Regions from separate parts of the Rattus norvegicus genome. Here region 2 is linked to region 1. Evidence: chromatin contacts called from public Hi-C data. All regions are on one chromosome and are shown on one strand. The core of a region is the stretch at or near the end of the contact, and the rest is flanking DNA. Distances in the headings are between cores, read along the strand shown.

Region 1 (2,890 bases), core at 271-2,770:
GACACTGGTGGAGAATGTATGTAAGAAAGGAGTATCTGGGCCAGCAAGAGGGCTCAACAAGCAAAGGTGCTTGCTGCCAAGCCTGAGGACCTAAGTTCGATTCCTTGGACTACACAGTAGCAGGAGCTAATGGATTCCCATAGGTTGTCCTCTGATCTCTACATGAGCAGCATGATACTCATATTGCCCTTCAATAAATGAATAAGTAAATGTAATTAAAATAACAGAACATCTTTGCAGCCCGATTGGTAGAGCCCTTGCCTAGCGTACACAAAACCTTGGGTTCTATCTCCAGTACCACATAAACCTAAGCTGGTGGTGCACACCTTGGAGGCAAATCACAAGTTCAAGGTCATCAAAAGCCACTATACACTGCTAGCCTAGGCTATAAGCTATAGAGCTAGCCTAGGCTATAAATGATAGAATGGCCCTTGTGGGGCTGGGAAGGGTCGGTGGCTGTGTGTAGTGTGCTGAAAATGGAAACCCGAGTATCACAGACACTAAGCAAGCCCTATATCAGCCCTTAAGAAAGAAAGAAAGAGGGGCTGGGGATTTAGCTCAGTGGTAGAGCGCTTACCTAGGAAGCGCAAGGCCCTGGGTTCGGTCCCCAGCTCCGAAAAAAAGAATCAAAAAAAAAAAAGAGAGAGAGAGAGAGAGAGAGAGAGAGAGAGAGAGAGAGAGAGAGAGAAAGAAATTTTTCATTTTGAGGCAGGACCTCACTAAGTGGCCCTGACAGGCCTTGAACTTGTGAGTTTCCTGTTCGGTCTTTCAAGTATCTGGAGTATTGGGGCTGTCATCCTAGCAGTGGGGAGGCTGAGGTGTGAGGATTGCTGCACATTTAAGGCTAACCTGGGCTACGTAGTGAGCTCCAGGCAAAGCCAGAGCTATACAGCAACATCCCAGAGAGAGACAGTGGTAGACAGAAATAGAGAGGTGATAGATTGATAACAGATAGATAATAGGAAATAGATGATAGAATATAGATAGATAGATAGATAGATGATAGATAGATAGATAGATAGATAGATAGATAGATAGATAGATAGATGACAGACAGACAGATCTCGATGAGAAGCTAACAGAACCTGCACCGGCCTTGCTCCTGTTCAGCCGGTTTCATCTGCAGTGCAAGCTCCCAAGGTTCCCTTCTCACTCCTATTTAGTAGCAATTGTACTGACATGGCCGGGTCACCTCGACCTCCCGGAGGGAGCTTCAGACTGGGACTCTATTGCCAGGCAGACACACACCCCTTGACTGCTCTGTCACATTAGCTGTGGGGTACTGTCATTGAGTACTTTCACAGAGTGCCTGGCTAAGCCTTCTGTCTCCTCCCCCAGAGAGAAAACAATAGGCGGAATTTTAATGGGGTGGGAATAATCGGGGACTCGGAGAATGAATGGAGGGGAATGAATGAATCACCACCCTAATTTGTGTCTTCTGAGGCAATAGGTGTGCAGTCTCCATTTCTCAGAGCTAGGGGAATGTCTGCCAAAGTAAATTAACTTTCCCACGTCAGTGAGTCATTTGGCTCGAGTTGCAGCCTCGGAACTGAGAGAGAATGGGAGAGACCACAGGGCAGGGAGGAGTCCGACTGACTCAACGAGGAGGAAGCAGTGTCTCTCTCTCTCTCTCTCTCTCTCTCTCTCTCTCTCTCTCTCTCTCGCTCGCTCTCTCGCTCTCTCGCTCTCTCGCTCTCTCCCCCCCCCTCTTTGCCTCTATGTCTATCTCTCTCCCTCCCTCTTTCCCTCTTTCCCTCTCTGTGTGTCTCTCTGTGTCTCTCTCCCTCCCTCTCTCCCTTCCTCCCGCTCCCTCTCTCGCGTTCCAGCTCTTCAGAGGTGGTCGGGACGTCGGAAGCTCCCCTCCGGACACACGAAATGTGACAGGGCCAGGCTGACGATCCTGAGCCCCTCTCTTCCATCCGGTGCTCTTGTCCCACGGGTGCCAGACCTTGGCTATTCCCACACTCCAGCGGCTGGGGAGCTTCAGGGCAGAACAGCAGAGATCAAAGCCAGAGCCAACAGGTCCTTAAGAAGAAAGGGCTGGGAGGAGCCGGCAGCGATGGACTTAATTACCTACTCCTCGGGCTTGGGGGTTTTTATGAGCAGGTCTGCCTGTCTCCTAGAAACCGGACCAGAGGCGGTGAACCCAGCATAAAAGAAATTGACGTGAGACAGGAAGGCAACTTTCTGACCTCTGAGATGACGATATTCTAATAGGCCCACTCTCCCGGCTCAAGCATTCGCTAGCTGCCTATTTCCTGTAGGAGGCGATGGGTTTCAAAGCTGCCCTTTCTGAGCGCGGTCCCGGCGCCCCCGTTAATCCTAGCGTGCGGGAGGCAGAGGCGGGCAGATCTCTGAGCTCCAGGCCGGCCTGCTCTACAGACTGAGTTCCCCAACCGTCGGAGCTACACAGACAGACCCTGTCTGGAAAAACAAAACAAACAAACAAAACCAAAGAACACGGGCTTTGGGAGTCTCAAGACCTGGGTTGGGGGTTGGGGATCGTGGCCGGGTGACTTGGGAAATTGTCTTCAGTGACTTTGTAAAATAGTGTATGCTTGTGCCTTCGTGTTTTAGGAAAGGTTGCCGGAGCCACGTTCCTTCTTGTAGATCCCCCAAATCCGTGAGCACTGACACCTCCTCCTGATTACTTAAGTCTGGATGAGTAACACGCAGCTCACCAGGTTCTCATCAGCATCGAACATCATGGGCATCCCTGGATGTCGAAGGTGTACACGTTTTCCTTTTTCATACGGACCACTTATGTCCTCAGCAAGTGCTGTAGTGATGAGCTGCACCCCTGCCCCCTTTTAACTAAAAAAAAAGAAGTTAAGATTTAAATACTTTAAAAGGGGATTGTATGTGTAAGGGCGTTTTTCCCACATGTGTG
Region 2 (2,890 bases), core at 194-2,693, 200 kb before region 1:
TTCTTGTGGTGTGGCAACTTGCTTGAGGGAGAGTTGTCCTCCCACAACCTCACCCCTTGCCATCTATGGCAGGCAGGAGATCTGGCCCAGGGTCATGAAAGTGGGACAGGGCTACCTAGCTGCAATACTTAGGAAAGTGGGTTCTGCATCCCCCTTGGGCAGCAAGGTAGAGCTGGCCCTGATTGCAGGGGTTGCTGGTGAGTCAGCCCTGAGCAGGAGAACCAGTGGGCTGACTAGCTCAGATACTTCTCAGGCCCAGATCCAGGGCTTTAAATTGGCTAACCCCAACATCTACTCCATCTATGAACTGCTGGAATACATGGAGGGGCCAGTCCTACAGATCCAGACTACAGGATCTCCATGACACAAGGCAACAACAGCACATCTGAGAGGAGTTCAAACATCCAGTGTTGATAGAGTAACAGAAGTCAGTGGGGCCTTGTACCAGACCAATGACTCATTGCAATGAACATTTGCAAGCAAAGAAGAGTGGACAAGTGGGTACGCTGTGTGACACACTGTGTGACACATTGCTGTTTCCATGAAGAGGTTTTTTTTTTCTCTGTTGGGGGGTGTTGCCATGATGGAGGGCAGGTGGGGGGGGGGAGGAATGAGTGGGACTGGGAGGTCTGTGATGTGAAGCTCACAAAGAACCAATAAAAAGAATAAAAAATGGTGCTGGTGTGATGACTCAGCCATTGAGAGGACTTGTTGATCTTCCAGAGGACCTGGGTTTGATTCTCAGCACTCACATGGTGGCTCACAACCGTCTGTAAGTCCATTGGGTTCCAACACTTCTGCCCTACGTGCATTCGGCATGCGAACGATAAAGCTACATACATATAGACAAAACACCATAAAGATAAAAATAAATCTTTAAAATTTTAAAATGAGAAAATAAAAGATCTAAGGAAGGCTCCAGGGACCAACATCAATTCTGAAAAGGCAGGATGGGGAAAGAAAATCCATGACTGGAACAGCGCGTGACCGACCCCCATCAGCAAGAGCCTCTTCCGCACGGTGGATTTTTAAAAAGATTCAGGGACCTAAGTGTGAAGATGTCCCTAAAAGTTGCTTAACAGCCTCTGTTTGGAGCTGTGCTGTCTCCCATAGGCACATGCAGCTCCCCTCCCCCATGCGGAGCACAAATCTTCCTGGTGGGTGTGGATCTGGACGGCCCTTCAGCTCCTTGGGATCCGTCCCTGGCATCCAAAGCGGCCTGGGTATTTTGCCCGAAGTCTGTGCTTAGCGCTAACCCAAGACAAATAGTCTTAAGGCAGCTCACCAGTTGGTTCAGCTGATTTATTTGACACAAATAAGCTCACTGACCTGATTTAGCATTGCAGGGGACCACAGACCTAGTCAGGCATGATCTTAAGGACCTCGCTTTTGGCTGCAGCCAACGCGGCTCAGGGCTGGTGTCTGGCGGCGCGCATGCTGACAGTTGCTGGACTTTGCCACTTGGTGGCGCCAGTTGCATAGGCTTTTTTCTATCCCTAATGCGAGCCTGATGTTGATTGTGGTTCAGGCTTCCCCAGGATGCCCCCGCCCCCCCCAAACAATGACTATGAGTAGAGAGCTATCTGCTGGAGCAGCAAATCAGGACTCCTTCATAGGCCTGGCATTTTGGGGGACCAGGGCCCTCACAGAGGAGAAAATAGAAAAGAGCTACTGTCCTTTGGCACACCCTTCTCAGCCTCGGTCCGGGCCAGGACGAAACGTCCTTCAGTGACAAACCTCCTTCAGTGACAGGGAACAGGAACATGAAGGAACCTTTGCTTTAGCAGGGGGTGAGGGTGGGATTACCCTCCACGGTGAAGAGAGCTTCTTGCCCCTACTGCGTAGGAAGTGGGGGTCCTCAGTGGGGTCCTTGGGAGTAGCAGCTTAGGCGTTTGCCCTGAAATTTGTTCTTTGGCCCAGGGTTGGAACTACTGTTTAAGCAAAAGTTTACACTTAAAAAAAAAGAGTTATTATTTTTAGTTATGTATATGTGTGGTGGCGGTGTCCCATGTTAGCTCGAGGCGTCGGACGCCCTGGAGGCCACCTGACATAGGTACGAGGAATCGAACTTGGGTCCTCTGGAAGAACAGTACATGCTCTTAACGACTGGACCATCTCTCCAGCTTCCTTTTCTTTTCTTTCTTTCTTTCTTTCTTTTTTTTTTTTTTTTCTTTTTTTCGGAGCTGGGGACCGAACCCAGGGCCTTGCGCTTTCTAGGCAAGCGCTCTACCACTGAGCTAAATCCCCAACCCCTCCAGCCTCCTTTTCTATCCACTGGTCATTGCCAGGAAGGGATTTAGGAGAATGTCCTAGAAGGGGAAGTTAGCATTTTAGGCCAGCTCTGGCAAGTGGGCTGCATCTTACCGTCCTGTGGTCCTTGTTATGAGAGAGAGAGAGAGAGAGAGAAAGAGAGAGAGAGAGAGAGAGACTATCATACATAGCTGTCTCCAGCTAAGAGATCTGGGAAAATAACTGCCGTTTGAACGGCTCAGTCTATGCTGTGGTGGTGCTAGTTAACCAATACTCGGTCTTCGGAAGGGCCAACTTCCCAGTTGATCTCCAAATTCAGAGAAAAGCTACCTCCTTAGTTTCCTTGGCCCTGCTGTGTCTCTGTGTACCTTAGCCTGAATGTCTTTCTGCGAATGGTTTAAACGGTAACCTCTGGGGGTCTTTCTACTGTATTTTAGGATTGAAGGTGGCTCACACGACCTGGAAAACATTGACCTAAGCCAGTCACTGGAGGGAGACAGCCCACCCCACCCCCCAGTGCAGCATTCAGTAATGTCTGGAGGCTTTTGATTACACATCTTTATGAGTACGTGGACATGTGTGTGACATGGAATTATTGTAGAGGCCAGAGGACAGCTTGCAGTAGGCTGTGGTCTCCCGC

What was found. A called contact is a pair of places that touch in the nucleus more often than the background predicts.
Region 2: a contact with region 1 is called in a Hi-C map of Schwann cells, with 4 times the contacts expected there. The contact joins two enhancer-like sites. A contact is called at or near these places in 2 of 12 Hi-C or Micro-C datasets (Schwann cells and mammary epithelial cells).

What each region holds. Positions count from the first base shown.
Region 1 is chr12:43,762,196-43,765,085 of GRCr8, reverse strand. No RefSeq gene overlaps it. Among named protein-coding and RNA genes, the nearest start is that of Med13l, 98 kb to the right of the region's middle. Within about 2 kb of position 1,520, at least 33 of the 93 cell types and tissues checked have an H3K27ac peak or open chromatin away from gene starts, as enhancers often do. A contact at or near this core is called in Schwann cells, where this site is marked.
Region 2 is chr12:43,962,279-43,965,168 of GRCr8, reverse strand. No RefSeq gene overlaps it. Among named protein-coding and RNA genes, the nearest start is that of Spring1, 26 kb to the left of the region's middle. Within about 2 kb of position 1,443, at least 9 of the 93 cell types and tissues checked have an H3K27ac peak or open chromatin away from gene starts, as enhancers often do. A contact at or near this core is called in Schwann cells, where this site is marked.